Linked DNA regions of Hordeum vulgare: all the other regions are linked to region 3. The links are chromatin contacts, called in public Hi-C maps. All regions are on one chromosome and are shown on one strand. Each heading gives the region's core, a stretch centred on a gene start, on an enhancer-like site or on the middle of the called end of the contact. The rest is flanking DNA. Distances are from core to core; before and after follow the strand shown. Region 1 holds the start of LOC123448513 (ABC transporter E family member 2). Region 2 holds the start of LOC123448510 (transmembrane protein 87B). Region 3 holds the start of LOC123448512 (XIAP-associated factor 1-like).

Region 1 (3,967 bases), core at 1,247-3,746, 740 kb after region 3:
CGAGATATGGTGACAACCCCAAGACATGAATAACCTCAGAATATCTATATGTATAGTCAAACTATTCAGATGCATTACAAAAAAATCTTAGCACGCGTGGAAAGTGATTATAAGCTAGATATCAAGAGCTTGTTGAAAACACATATTAACAAGTCCTGTATGAATTACAAGCACGATAAGTAAGAAAGTAGAACCTTCAGGTTATCCTCCAATATGCGCGTAAAATAGTTCTGAAGTTCAGACCCACGGAAATATGTAAGGATCTCTTGCCAATCAGGTGGATTCTGCAAAAAGAAGATCTATGAATAATCATCTGTTGTGCAGAGAGTTAAGGGACTCCCCCAATCTAAGAAACCAGTTGTAACCAACCATCAGATAGGAATCAGAGAAAAGATACTGAACATACTTTGAATCGTCCCAGGTTGGGCTTCAGCTTGCCAGCTAAGACTTTAAGTGCTGTTGACTTCCCAATCCCATTGGTTCCAACAAGGCCCAAAACTTGACCAGGTCTTGGAACAGGCAACCTGCAAGCTCTAAATTATTACTTCTTCGAAAGGGCAGCCTCAAGCCAGATTAAATAACACACAAATACCAAAAAAATACACATTCATACAACCAGGCTCTTTGATTAAAAAAGTACCTGTGCAATTTGAAGGTATTCGGTCCATAGCGATGGGTAGTATCTTTCTCCAAATCTTTTGGAAGATTGATGATTTCAATGGCATCAAATGGGCATTTCTGCATCAAGTATTACAGCAGAAGTGAGAAAATCAAAGTAACACTATGAAAAATCATAGATCTTAATTGCTGTACTAAATGACAAGCATACCTTAACACAAATACCACAACCAATACACAGCTCTTCAGAAATGAATGCAAGTTTGGCCGCTGGACTAACTTCAATGCAAAGCTTTCCTGTACAATAAGACAGTTAATTGAGCAGCACTTTAGCTAGGAAACCCTCTAGCATGCATAATGTGTCAACGTGCTTGGCAATGTTAGGGAAAGGGATGGGAGTTTAGGGTGGGAGTTTGTTAGGGATTAGGCTTTGGAAATTGATTATTAATCTAAAACCCATGTTTGGTGTGAGGTGGGATTTAATAGTTCGAATTTTGGGAATTGGGCTCCTTAATTCCCTTTCCTCCTCAGCTCCCTTGCCGCCGGCCAAACGTTGGATTATATGTCTCACCCCCCAAAACACTCATTCCCTAACACTAAATCCCTCAACCAAACGCATTGTAAGCACCAAAAGGGGAAATGGAGAATTGGTGCAGTCACGGTAAGCGGTATAAATGCGCATATATGTGGACGCTGATCCTTGTTCATAGACTGCAATAACAAACAGATGGCGACATGTATGAGAAACTGAATCAAATCTTAAGGACATAACAACGCTTAGAGCATGGTTAATAGTACAGCCAGCTGCTGGCTATATAATGTTGACACGTCATCTATAGACAAGCTTATAGCCGGCAAGTACAATAGATAGATGTAAATAAGTACTACTCCCTCTATCCATATATATAGGGCCTAATGCAATTTTCAAAGCTAACTTTGACCACATGTTAGAGCAAATAATATATAACATGCAAGTTACACAAAGCATACCGTCAAATTCGTACTTGAAAGGAGTTTCCAATGATATAATTTTTATATTATACATCTCATATAATATTAATCTTATCAATAGTCAAACACAGTCTCAAAAATGCATTAGGCCCTATATATATGGATGGAGGGAGTACTTTATTGATATAAGGCCCACCATCCTCTCTCACAAAGTGTTTAGGAGCACGTGTTACAACCGGCTGTTAGTTTGTAGCCCGCTTCTCCTCTCTCTCCTTTTCTCTCTCTTCCAACTCATCACAAATATATTATTGTATGTCTTACGGCCCGCCTACATCATCCTATTTCGTAGCAAACGATACTACAGCTGCCTAAACAAAAACGTGACCATGTTAAGCGCTCCAATTCCCCAGATCCTGCTAGTACTAGGCACACATCAGTCAGCTTGAAATCAAAATCATCGTATTAACAGATTGCCCCGTGGAAATAGGAAACCACTGGGATCTACGATTTGATTCGCCAATAGCACCGGCAGACAAATCGTAAGCCCACATCGATCAGAACCGCGAGGGTGGAGAGAGAAGCGAATTACCGGTCTTGACGACGGGGCAGCTCTTCTTGCACTCCTGGCGGCACTTCTTGGGCTTGCATTTATCCTCGCTCACGATCGCGATACGGGTCAAACGGTCCGCCATCTGGGGCGACTCTCCGTGTCCGCCGCCCCGTCCAAAGAGATTTCCGCTGGAGGGGGCAAAGCGCTACCACTGGCGGCGGCACTGGAGTTGGGCGTGGGGGCGGCGGCGGGGAGGAGGGTATATCACTACGCGCGCCGGTGGGCAGAACAACCAAAGAAAACCCTAGGCTCGAGTCCTCCACCTCAGGCCATGCGGCCCAACGGAGCAAACGGACATTTAGGCCAACTCCACCGCACTACCCGAAAGGACGTCCGCTTTGATCGGATTTTATTCGTTTGGAACAGTAATGGGTTCGTTCATGTCCGTCTTTGTCCGTTGGGTCGTGCGTGCGCCATCTCCGGCGCGGTGCACGACCAGCCCCACGACGCGTCCACCAGTTCCGGAGGGAACGCGGCCACCTCCTCCTCCTCCATCGGCTCGGGAATGGTGACGTCGTCGACCGCACAGAGGGCCATGGCGCGGTCGAGGCCCGGCCATTGACGCTCATCATGCGTCGTCATGGAGTCCTCCATGACACGCTGCATGAGCCGGGCCTCCTCCTCCTCCGTCATGCTAGGAGGTGGAGGTGGTGACGGAGACGGCGACGGCGTGGGCGTGAGGCCGCGCACCGGTGTACGCTCGCGCACCTCCCGTGCCCGCCACGGCCCCGCGATCGTCCCGACGAAGTAGGAGGCACGCCGCACGTCGTGCTCGTCCCTGAGCCATGTGTCCCAGAGGGTGGAGTCGGCGGCGTACCTTGGGTCGTAGTAGAGGTCGTCGGGAAGGAGGCGGCGACGGCGCTCGATCTCCTCGCGGCGCGCACGGCCGCTCGTCGGCACTAGAGGGATGGGAACGCGGTCGGCGAAGAGATGCCACGCGTTGGGGAGGTGGACATCGCTCCACGAGACCGTCGTCCTCGTCTCCGAGTAGCGCCGGCAGACCGTACTGCCGGTCACGATGGTCGGCGGACCTGGGAGCGATGGTGAAGGGAGCCGCGGCCTCGCGCGGTAGCGAGGCGGCCTCCTCCTTGACGGAGCCGCGGCGGCGTCCCGACGAGGAGCCAGCCTCGCGGTCGTGGGTGCCCTTGCGGCCGTAGTTCCACAGACCCATGGCTGCGGCGGGCGGCGAGCTCGAGGAGGAGGCTAGGGTTTCGCGGAGGGAACTGTCGGGTTTCGAAGAGGGCGCGGGGGTGGCGATGGGAACTGTGGGCGACCGGTCCATGGCTTCCACATTTAAGAAGGACCGTGACCGTCCCCTGGGCGGATGACAGGCGGCCCCGGCCGCTCGTGCGCATTGATGCGGGTGGGTGGGAGGTTGGTGGCCGCCTGCCACGCATCCCCGACGCGGACGAGTGCGCGTCCGTTTGGTGTCCGCTGCGACCCAATTCTCGCGCAAGTTTGCTCTCAAAATGGGTCGTGACGGACACGAAACGGACAGGATGGGTCCGGGCGTCTCGCACTGGGCCGACCTGTTTGTCCCTTTTACCTCAAACGGACGGGGCCGGACAGAATGGGGTCGTGCGGTGGAGTTGGCCTTAGGCCAACTCCAGCGAGACACCCGGACGCCCGTTTGATCCGGATTCTGTCCGTTTGGGGCGGACAATGAGGTCGTGTCCGGGTCTCGTGGGATGCGGTGGTCGTACGCTCAATGTGCGGACGCATCATTCGACCGCATCCTATCTGTCACGGTCAATATGTCCATATAATCATATTTATCAATGTTTTAAA
Region 2 (4,403 bases), core at 1,693-4,192, 600 kb before region 3:
AGCCCTTATCCTTCTGCCTTGATGATGGATGAGTTCACAAGGGATATTATTGAAACCAATACTATCACAGTAGTGGGCTGCCAAACCATTTTTCACATGTCATTGATGTTTATCTGAGCAGGCCAAGATGATGCATGTCCGTGCATTGAGTGTGATAGGTTGTCTTAGCGTATACATATGAGGATGCCGCGGTCCATCTACGGAAGCAGCACAGCAAAGCGCAAGAAATGCTTCTAGTTTCTTGCTATATCCTGTGATCCCCACACCTATGAAGGATGGGACATCACCCAAGGACATGTTGGAGGCAATATTTCCTAAGAAGGCAAGTACAGACAACATTTTGATGTGTTCGATAAAAACATATACTTCCTTAGAATTACATTAATGAAGTAAATATTTAATCAAATTATGAAGTACAGTCTGAAGCTGTCACAATTTTTATTGTGCATGTATATAATGGGATTTACAGACCTCATAGCCAATCCAGACAACTGAAGCTATTACAGAGACCGCCAGTGCATTCGTAAACTTTCTGTATGTATCCAATTTCACAGAACTCCTCCTTGCCTGGTGAATAAGATAAGAAGAAAGCTTCAGTAGCAACACAAATAAACAGCTTTCTAAATCAGGATACAGCATGCTTGCTAATAAACTTTCAAACAATTAATAAACTATCCATCTTGCCCTCTTTCTAGACAGACTTATTCCAGAAATCGACTCCTCGTGGGGAATCCACGTTAAGCCAAAAAATTAGGAACTCGGATGGTTTAAGAAATAAACTATTACACATGGGCGGCCCATAACTGGGGGTTTCTAGCATACTAATCACTCACTAGACCTAAGTTAGATATGTCCCCTTAGGGAATTGCTAGTGCAACACTTTCCTTTTACCAGTATGCTAGAGCAATACTTGAGTCACCAGGGAGTAACTAATAGGTTTCACAAACCAAACAGCAGAATAACATAATATGACTTTACAATAACATTACAACATATGTTCCTCACCTGTAGTTTCTCGAGAGTGCGGGAAAGAGAAGTGAAAATCCAAAGTATGAGAAAAGCATCCAAAAATGCATCAGGAAGGACAAGGAAAAGCTTTGCTTTGCCTGAGATGTCATTAATTGTTCCAACATTTTCGGAAATATCCAGTAATTCAGAAGCCAGAAAATATGTAAGCCCAAGGAGTAAAACCTTAGAGGTGAGCCCTCCTAGAGTTGGGCGAACAACACCGTATCCCATCGATATAGAAAGGATCAGTAGACGGGAAACTGTTTTTCTGATGGCACCAACAGTTACAACCCAAGTTGTAATTCCAACAGGCCGTACACCGCTGCTGTTGAAGTTTAAATACTCGAAGTACCATAGTGTCATCTCAAATAGGCCAAGAGCAATTACTAGTGTGATCCAATTCTGTATTGGCAGTATATCCCTCCAAAATCTGATGTAATTGCTAAACCAGACAACCATGACTAATAGATATGCCAGCGACATAAAAACATAAAATCTCATCAGAGGTGCCATTCGTCCTGGTAGGTACCCCCCAGGATTTCTCCAGATTGTCTTCCCACTCATAGCAAGGCCCCTTAGTTTTGGATCACAAGAAATGAAGAACAAGTTGTACATGCCTGTCTTCGTAATGTGAACTTCCTCGTCATCCAACTTCACAAAAAGGTGATTAGCACTGAAGTGTGTATCTATCACGACAGGCCAATCTGGATCATCAGAAGATGGCCTCCTGATTACTTCACCTTGTTTGCAGCCCTCTAGTTTAGCAAGGTCAGGGGTGCAACAAATGGACCTCTGTCCACCATAGGCAGAACCCCCAATGTTATCCCTGTCAGCTGCTTCAAATAAAATAGCTTGCACCAAGCCTGTACTATGTGCCATTTTTGAATGTGATTCTGCCGATTCTGCGTTCCTCCAGAAAGTAACATTCACAAACCTGTAACAACATCCAGAAAGTAACACTCACAATTCTGTAACAATATCCAGCCATCTAGTTAACAATAAATTCCAAACCACTCCGCTTATCAAAAGAGCATACTACACTTGATTAGTAAGCTCACATCTACAAGGTTCAAAGCAGTTACAAGCCAATTGGCAATCCAGAAAAGAAAAAGAGTCAAAACACTGAAACAGAAAGAAAACTGGCAGTAAAAGTGCATACTTCATCATGTTGATCTCACCAACATCATCTCAATACGACAGAGGCCAACACAGGCATCAATAACTCTCGAATTCTGTGCATAATGAACTGAAAATTACAATCCTAAATCCTGCACAGGTAGAAATAGAATAAGATGCCACCGCAAACACAACTAGGACAGGAAACCAAATGCAAACAAACAAATAGCCGCACGGTGAGAAGAATGTGGGTTGCAGGCTTGCAGCTTGCAACTATTAGCAATCCAAATTTTCCTTGAGGCACATGGGAGCAAGCTAAAATGCTTAATCCACGAGAAACCACGTCATACTCGAATTAACTGTCAGTGAGCAAGCAAAGCAATGCTAGAGTCGCTATTCACAGCCCGCCCAAACGCAACGCATCACACAGAGAAGCACACACTCTAGGCACCGCAGCAGTTTCCGGAAGAAACAACAGCCAATTGGGGTCCACTAACACAGGACGAGGCCTTACTTGATGAAGGAGGAGGCGGGGGCGGCGAGATCGGCCCCGTCGGCGACGATGCCCTCGCTGCCGCCGGACAGGAGGAAAGCGTTACCCACCTCGCGGAACGACTCGCGGCCGTAGGTGTGGATCGACGCCTCCGCACGGCCCCACCACCCGCCGCCGGCGGCAAGCACGAGGGCCGCCAAGAGCGCGCTGAGGCGAAGGGGGTGGGGATCCATGGGAGGCGCCAGAGATCTCGAGACCAGGGCCAGCGGCGTGTGGGTGTGGGGCGGGTGGTAGATCTGGGATTCTCGCACAATCCAACCCCTCCACCCGAGCTTTTCACAAAATCTTTGACCCGTTTGTTTTACAATCCTACCTAATTACTTCCTTCGTTCCTAAATATAAGACCTTTTAGAGATTTCATTACATATTATATACATATATATGTAGTCATATTTTAGAGTATAGGTTCACTTATTTTACTCCGTATGCAGTCTATAATCAAATCTCTAAAATGTCTTATATTTCGAAACAGAGGGAGTAGATCCTAACAAGATACGATTATAAAATAAATGAGGTTCAAAGATTTTCGAATAAGTTGAATAAGGGTTAGATAGAATTGTAAAATAAATGGAAGTCAAAGATTCTGGCAGAAACTCGTAGGGGTCAGATTCTAAGAGAATCCCCACATTCTATCAAAAGAATTTAGCATTTTCATCGGAAGCACGCAGGACCCGACATACAGTAAAGAAGACGGGAAAGAGGCGAGCAGATAATATCGCTCGGCGCCGACGCGGCGGCCCAATGCTTCGGCTCGTCGCGTCCAATCCGTTGGATATGAGCCACGCGGTCATTGGAACGTGAGGAAAAAACGATTTGCTTGAAAAGGATCGAGATGGACCTAGAGGGGGGTGAATAGGTACAGTTCCAAATTTTAATAATTACTTAGCAATTTTAGGCAAAGGCGCGGAATATGAGCGTGAGCCTAATAATTGCAATGATAAGGAATAAGTTATTTAGAGTGAAGTAAGGCAACCGGTAAACAATAATCAAATGCAAGTACGTAATAAGGATTAACACAAGTAGAGAGTTAGGGTTAGGGATAACCGAAACTCCAAGAGAGACGAGGATGTATCCCGATGTTCACTTCCTTGGAGGGAAGCTACGTCACCGTTAGAGGGGCGGATGTTACCACGAAGGCCCACCAACGCCACGAAGGCTCACCCTATTCTCCCTTTGAGATAACTCCACGAAGGCGTTTCTCAACCACTAGTGGTAAGCCTTGAGGTGGCTTCCAAACCTTCACAAACTTTCCGGGGATAATCACAATGGTTTGATTCCTCTCCGAAGACTCCTACCGCCTAGGAGTCTCCAACCTCCAAGAGTAACAAGATCACGGGGATTGCTCAAAACTTGCTCAAATCACAAATCACTTTGGTGGAGAGGAGGAGAAGGAGACGGTCTATCTTTTGATTGGAACAACACTCAAAGGGGCTCACAAATGCTCTTGGGATCTAAGATTGGGTGTAGGCAAGAGTGAGTGAGGAGAAAGGTGTTCTTGTAAGTGTTCTAGCTGTGTTGAACACCCTCACACGAAGTGTGAGGGGGTATATATAGTGGGGAGAGTAAAACAGCCGTTGGAGTCACTTAAGTCTGACACTGGTCGGACATCCGGCAGTTCTCGGATGTCCGGACTCCCACAAGGGGTCGGACGTTCGACAGGGGTCGGTCGTCCGAGGGATGTAAATATATCTGGAACCACTGTGTAGTTGAACAGGGACTGGACGTC
Region 3 (4,314 bases), core at 103-2,602:
ATGAAATGGACCCCTCTTCTTGTTGTATTTCCTTTACCTTTAGCTAGTTTTGCTAGTTTTCTTTGTATAGCTTTTCTCCTTCTAAGAACAATCTACTTGTAAGATTTATTTAAAAATCAAAAAAATGTGCACCAGAGTCCTCTTGTTTTTCTATAAAAACCTTACATACGTATCAGTCAAAATAGCTAATCACTGCTGGCTGAAGTAGCACTGCACTAATCACTCTCGGCTCGAGTAGCACTGCACTAATCACCACATGCACATTCCGGACAACATAAACGTTACTTAAGAATCACTGTATCATATTGGTTCAAGTTTAATATGTTCTTTCACATGATCCTCTCCCTTAGTATCTAAACAATCCATGACCAATAGGCCCATCCCTAAACTAATTTGTTAAGATAATCCTTAACAAATTAAAACCGACACACTTGGGCTCGAGTCCCCACGTTCTTTATTGGTGCTAACCACGACTAAACCATCATACATCAGCTTGATTAAATATTATAAATATGTCAAAGAACTATACGTATACATGAGCTATCACATAAGGAACAAGAGCGTCTTTTCATGTCTCACTTAACATCGTTAGTGGGTAAAATGGACAACAATGTCAAATAGGGAACATAATGAAGATGTAGTATGGTAAAGGAAAAAAAAGCTTTTTAAAGCAGGGAAGCAGATTTTAAGAAAGGGTCAAATAAGAAATCCTCTCGTTAAGCATAGCCCTCGGTTCATCCTCGGACACACACAAGACCCGATCTCTTGGCCAAAATCACTGTTTTAACATTTTCACCAATCTTTGTCATAAACTGAACTCGACATGGAACTATTTCATTATCTCACCTTTTGACAACGCTATAGCCCGTTATGTTACTGTCCAACATAGAACGCCGAGTTAGATAGCGTTTCTACCGTTGTCCACTGCGTGGCCGAGCACACATACGTGAGAGACCAGAAACGCTGAGGTAGATCCCATTTCTAAAAATGCCACTCACCCTGATATTTTTGTGTAGAACAACAACGTCAAAGGCCTTGGCGTTCCCAAAGAACATAGAAACGCCAAGGCATTTGACGTTGCTGTCCTACATAGAAACGCGAGGGCCAATGGCGTTTTCACAAACGGCATCTACCTCGTCGTTTCTAACCTGTCACTGTCAGATATGCGTGCTTGACCTGACAGTGGGCAAGATAAAAAAACACTATGTAGCTCGGTGTCGATCTATGATATTGTTAAAAGAATCAGATTTTAATGTGAAGTTTATTTGGTGACAAATAACGGTGAGAAGATGAGAACAGTGATTTCGTCCCGATCTCTTTCTTCTCGTCATAAATTCTCTCCCCTTTCCCGGATCACACAACTTCTGTCCGAGTGTTCTCTGTTCTCCAGCCTTTTCCTCCCCCACCAAACTCCCTCGATTCCACCCCTTCCTCGAGACCTCCGGCCACCCACCCGCCAAGGCCCCCCTCCGCTCCGCGCCGTCCCCGCTGGACCACAACAACGCTTGCCTGTCCGATCGGGAACGAGTAGAGTGTGTCACAGGAGAGCACGATCCGCCCTTCCGGCCCCAAGGCGAGCGCCATGGCAGACGCCGGCTCTCATATCGCCGCCGTCGTCGCCACCTCCACCTGCGCCCACTGGTTGGTTACCCTGCTCCCGTTCTGCGCGGCTACCTCTTCGTCTCTTCCTTCGTGGCGTTCGTGCGTGCGTCGGTGACCAGGGCGATTACCTATCGTGCGGTCTCTTTGTTTCGGATCTGAGCTAAGGAAGACCCGGTTTGATTGGTCCTGAAAGACTGAGGTTGTATGTTGGATTAATGACTCGAGCGTGGCACACGTTTAAACAGATTTCCTTGACTAAGGCCCTGTTTGGAACCACTTAGATTGTGATAATCCATTTTTTATAATCTATATTGTCTCCAAACAGAACAGATTATGTTGTAGATTATAAAAACTAGATAAACATATTATTAAAAACTCTTAATCTACTCTATCCCAGATAAAACCAGATTATGAATTGTAATGACCCATTATCCTTGTAAAGTTAGAGGTAATTACTAATTTTTGTCACTGCCACCCTTCTCCTTTTTTCTTCTCAGCGCGCGCAGGACAGACAGGTCATTATGCAATGTAAAAATCTGGATTATAGTTACATAATCTGGCCTCCAAACATGTCCACCTAGATTAATTTTATAAATCTGATTATATAATCTATCTTTATAATTCAGATTATCATAATCTATTGTGGTTCCAAACACGGCCTAACTAGGTGATTTCCGCGTTTGTCAGTTAGCTAATGTTTCGAAGCAATCTATTGTTAGTTGGAGAAAAAATATTAAAACAATTAGATTATGATTGGTGATCATTGGTGCCAGGACATTGTTAATGCATTTCTTATATCAAAATATGCATTGTTTGCTTTTGGCATCATATTCTAATCACAAGTACTCCCTCTGTATCAAAATATATGATGTCTTTTGAATGCCTTATATTTTGATACGGAAGGAGTACAAAGGATGAACCTAGTGTTAGTTGGTGGGGCTATGGGATCAGTACCTTATCGATCTAGAATGCTTCTAACTAGTACCGTTAGTTTTGTGTCACACCTACATCGCTCTAATGCGGTGGACAGTGGTGCGTGGGCCAGGGGTAGCCCCACTGGTCAGGAAGGGTTGTATAAGTAGGTGTGTGTTGGACAGAGGAGCTAACTTTCTCTGTACCTCACCTCCTTCTTCAATAAAGCAACCCTGATCTCATCCCCTTCTCCATATATCGATCCTTTGGATCATTGGGTCGTTACAACTGGTAATCAGAGCCTCTCCCGATCCCCGCCGTAGTCGCTACCGGTTCGTCCCTCACATCCTCTTGATTGGATCGTTACATCCACCGCTGCGGGTGCGGGCTCATCTCGGTGGCCGGCGAAAAATCCCCTACGGGGTTGATCTGATTTGGAGCGAGGCGATGGCGCCCCCGTCCAAACCATCTGCTCAGACCCGCCACATCCTCACCGCCATGTCGGAATCCTCCGGGGAAATCAAGTCCATGTTCGAAGCACTGATCAAGAGGGTGGAGACAGGGCAACTCGCCGCCGACAAGCATGTGGAGGCCCAACTCGCCTTCAACGAGCAGGTCGCCAGCGATCTGACCCATCCGCGCTAGCAGGTGGATCTCACGCAGGCCGACGTCGACGACGTTCTCTTCCACCGCGACCCGTCCAAATCAACGATCCCGCCGTCGCCGAGCCATCAGCCGCAAGCAGCCACCGCTCCGTCTCCAGAACAACCTTTCGTGCGGCTGGCCAACGCCGGCCACCCCTCATCGGGATGCGCCCGGCCGCCTCTCTTTGGGGCTGCGCAGCAGCGTGCCCAACAAGAGGTGTATCAGGAGGAGCATCGGGATGCATATACGGTCAAGCCGCCCAAGCACGACTTCCCCAAGTTCGACGGTTCGGCGTCGTACCTCTGGATCGATCGGTGCGGGACTTACTTCGAGCTCTACCGCGTGCCGACACACAGCTGGATGACCACGGCATCACTCTACATCAAGGGCCACGCTGCGCACTGGCTGCAGGCATTTCGTCAAGCACATCGCACGCTCAACTGGCCCGAGTTTTGCACCACGATCAAGGAGGAATTTGGCCCCGATGAGTTCGAGCTGGAGATGCACAAGCTGTTGCAACTGTGCCAGACCGGCACCACCGTGGTAGATTACCGCGTCACATTCGAGGGTCACATGTACCACCTCCTAGCGCTGGATGCCTCGCTGAGCCCAATTTTTTTGTCACCCAGTTCCTGCTCGGCCTTCGCAATGATCTGCGCGCGGCGGTGCACTTACAGGTGCCGTCAAGCATCACGCGCGCCTCGGTGCTCGCCAGAATCCAAGAGGAGGAGATGGACATGCCCCGTCCATGACCACACCCTACCGGCAGACCACCTCCACCCCCAGCACCTGTTCCAGCGCGCATACAGGTCGCCCTCGCCCAACGGTGGCGAACGACGACTTCGCGCGCGAGCGACAACTGCGCGATCATCGGCGAGCGCATGGCCTCTGCTTCAAGTGCGGCGACCGCTACTCTCGGGAGCATCGTTGCAAACAGCCTACACAGCTGCTGACCATCCAAGTGGGAGACCATGGCGAAGTCCTCACCGACGATGCGGTCCATGCCCGGAACTGTTGGACGAACCTCTTCCAGCGGCACCGGATCAAGAATGCTCCGTGCTCTCGACGCACGCAGTTTCCGGGGGCGATGCGCCGCGCACAATTCGTCTCAGTGCGCTGATGGGCAACCAAGTCATGCTGCTGCTGGTGGATTCC

Evidence for each region. Hi-C and Micro-C count contacts between places; a contact is called where the count stands out from the background.
Region 1: a Hi-C map of leaf shows a contact between it and region 3, with 4 times the contacts expected there. The contact joins the promoter of LOC123448513 here to the promoter of LOC123448512 in region 3. A contact is called at or near these places in 3 of 6 Hi-C or Micro-C datasets (leaf and seedling).
Region 2: a contact with region 3 is called in a Hi-C map of leaf, with 4 times the contacts expected there. The contact joins the promoter of LOC123448510 here to the promoter of LOC123448512 in region 3. A contact is called at or near these places in 2 of 6 Hi-C or Micro-C datasets (leaf and seedling).

What each region holds. Positions count from the first base shown.
Region 1 is chr4H:274,356,479-274,360,445 of MorexV3_pseudomolecules_assembly, forward strand. LOC123448513 (ABC transporter E family member 2) reads right to left here and starts at 2,497. Exons shown (of 12, transcript XM_045125427.1): 1 at 2,159-2,497; 2 at 830-915; 3 at 641-738; 4 at 407-524; 5 at 195-284. The coding sequence starts at 2,261.
Region 2 is chr4H:273,015,262-273,019,664 of MorexV3_pseudomolecules_assembly, forward strand. LOC123448510 (transmembrane protein 87B) reads right to left here and starts at 2,943. Exons shown (of 5, transcript XM_045125424.1): 1 at 2,639-2,943; 2 at 1,006-1,942; 3 at 472-567. The coding sequence starts at 2,850.
Region 3 is chr4H:273,621,667-273,625,980 of MorexV3_pseudomolecules_assembly, forward strand. It overlaps LOC123448512 (XIAP-associated factor 1-like), which reads left to right and starts at 1,353. Exons shown (of 5, transcript XM_045125426.1): 1 at 1,353-1,641. The coding sequence starts at 1,583.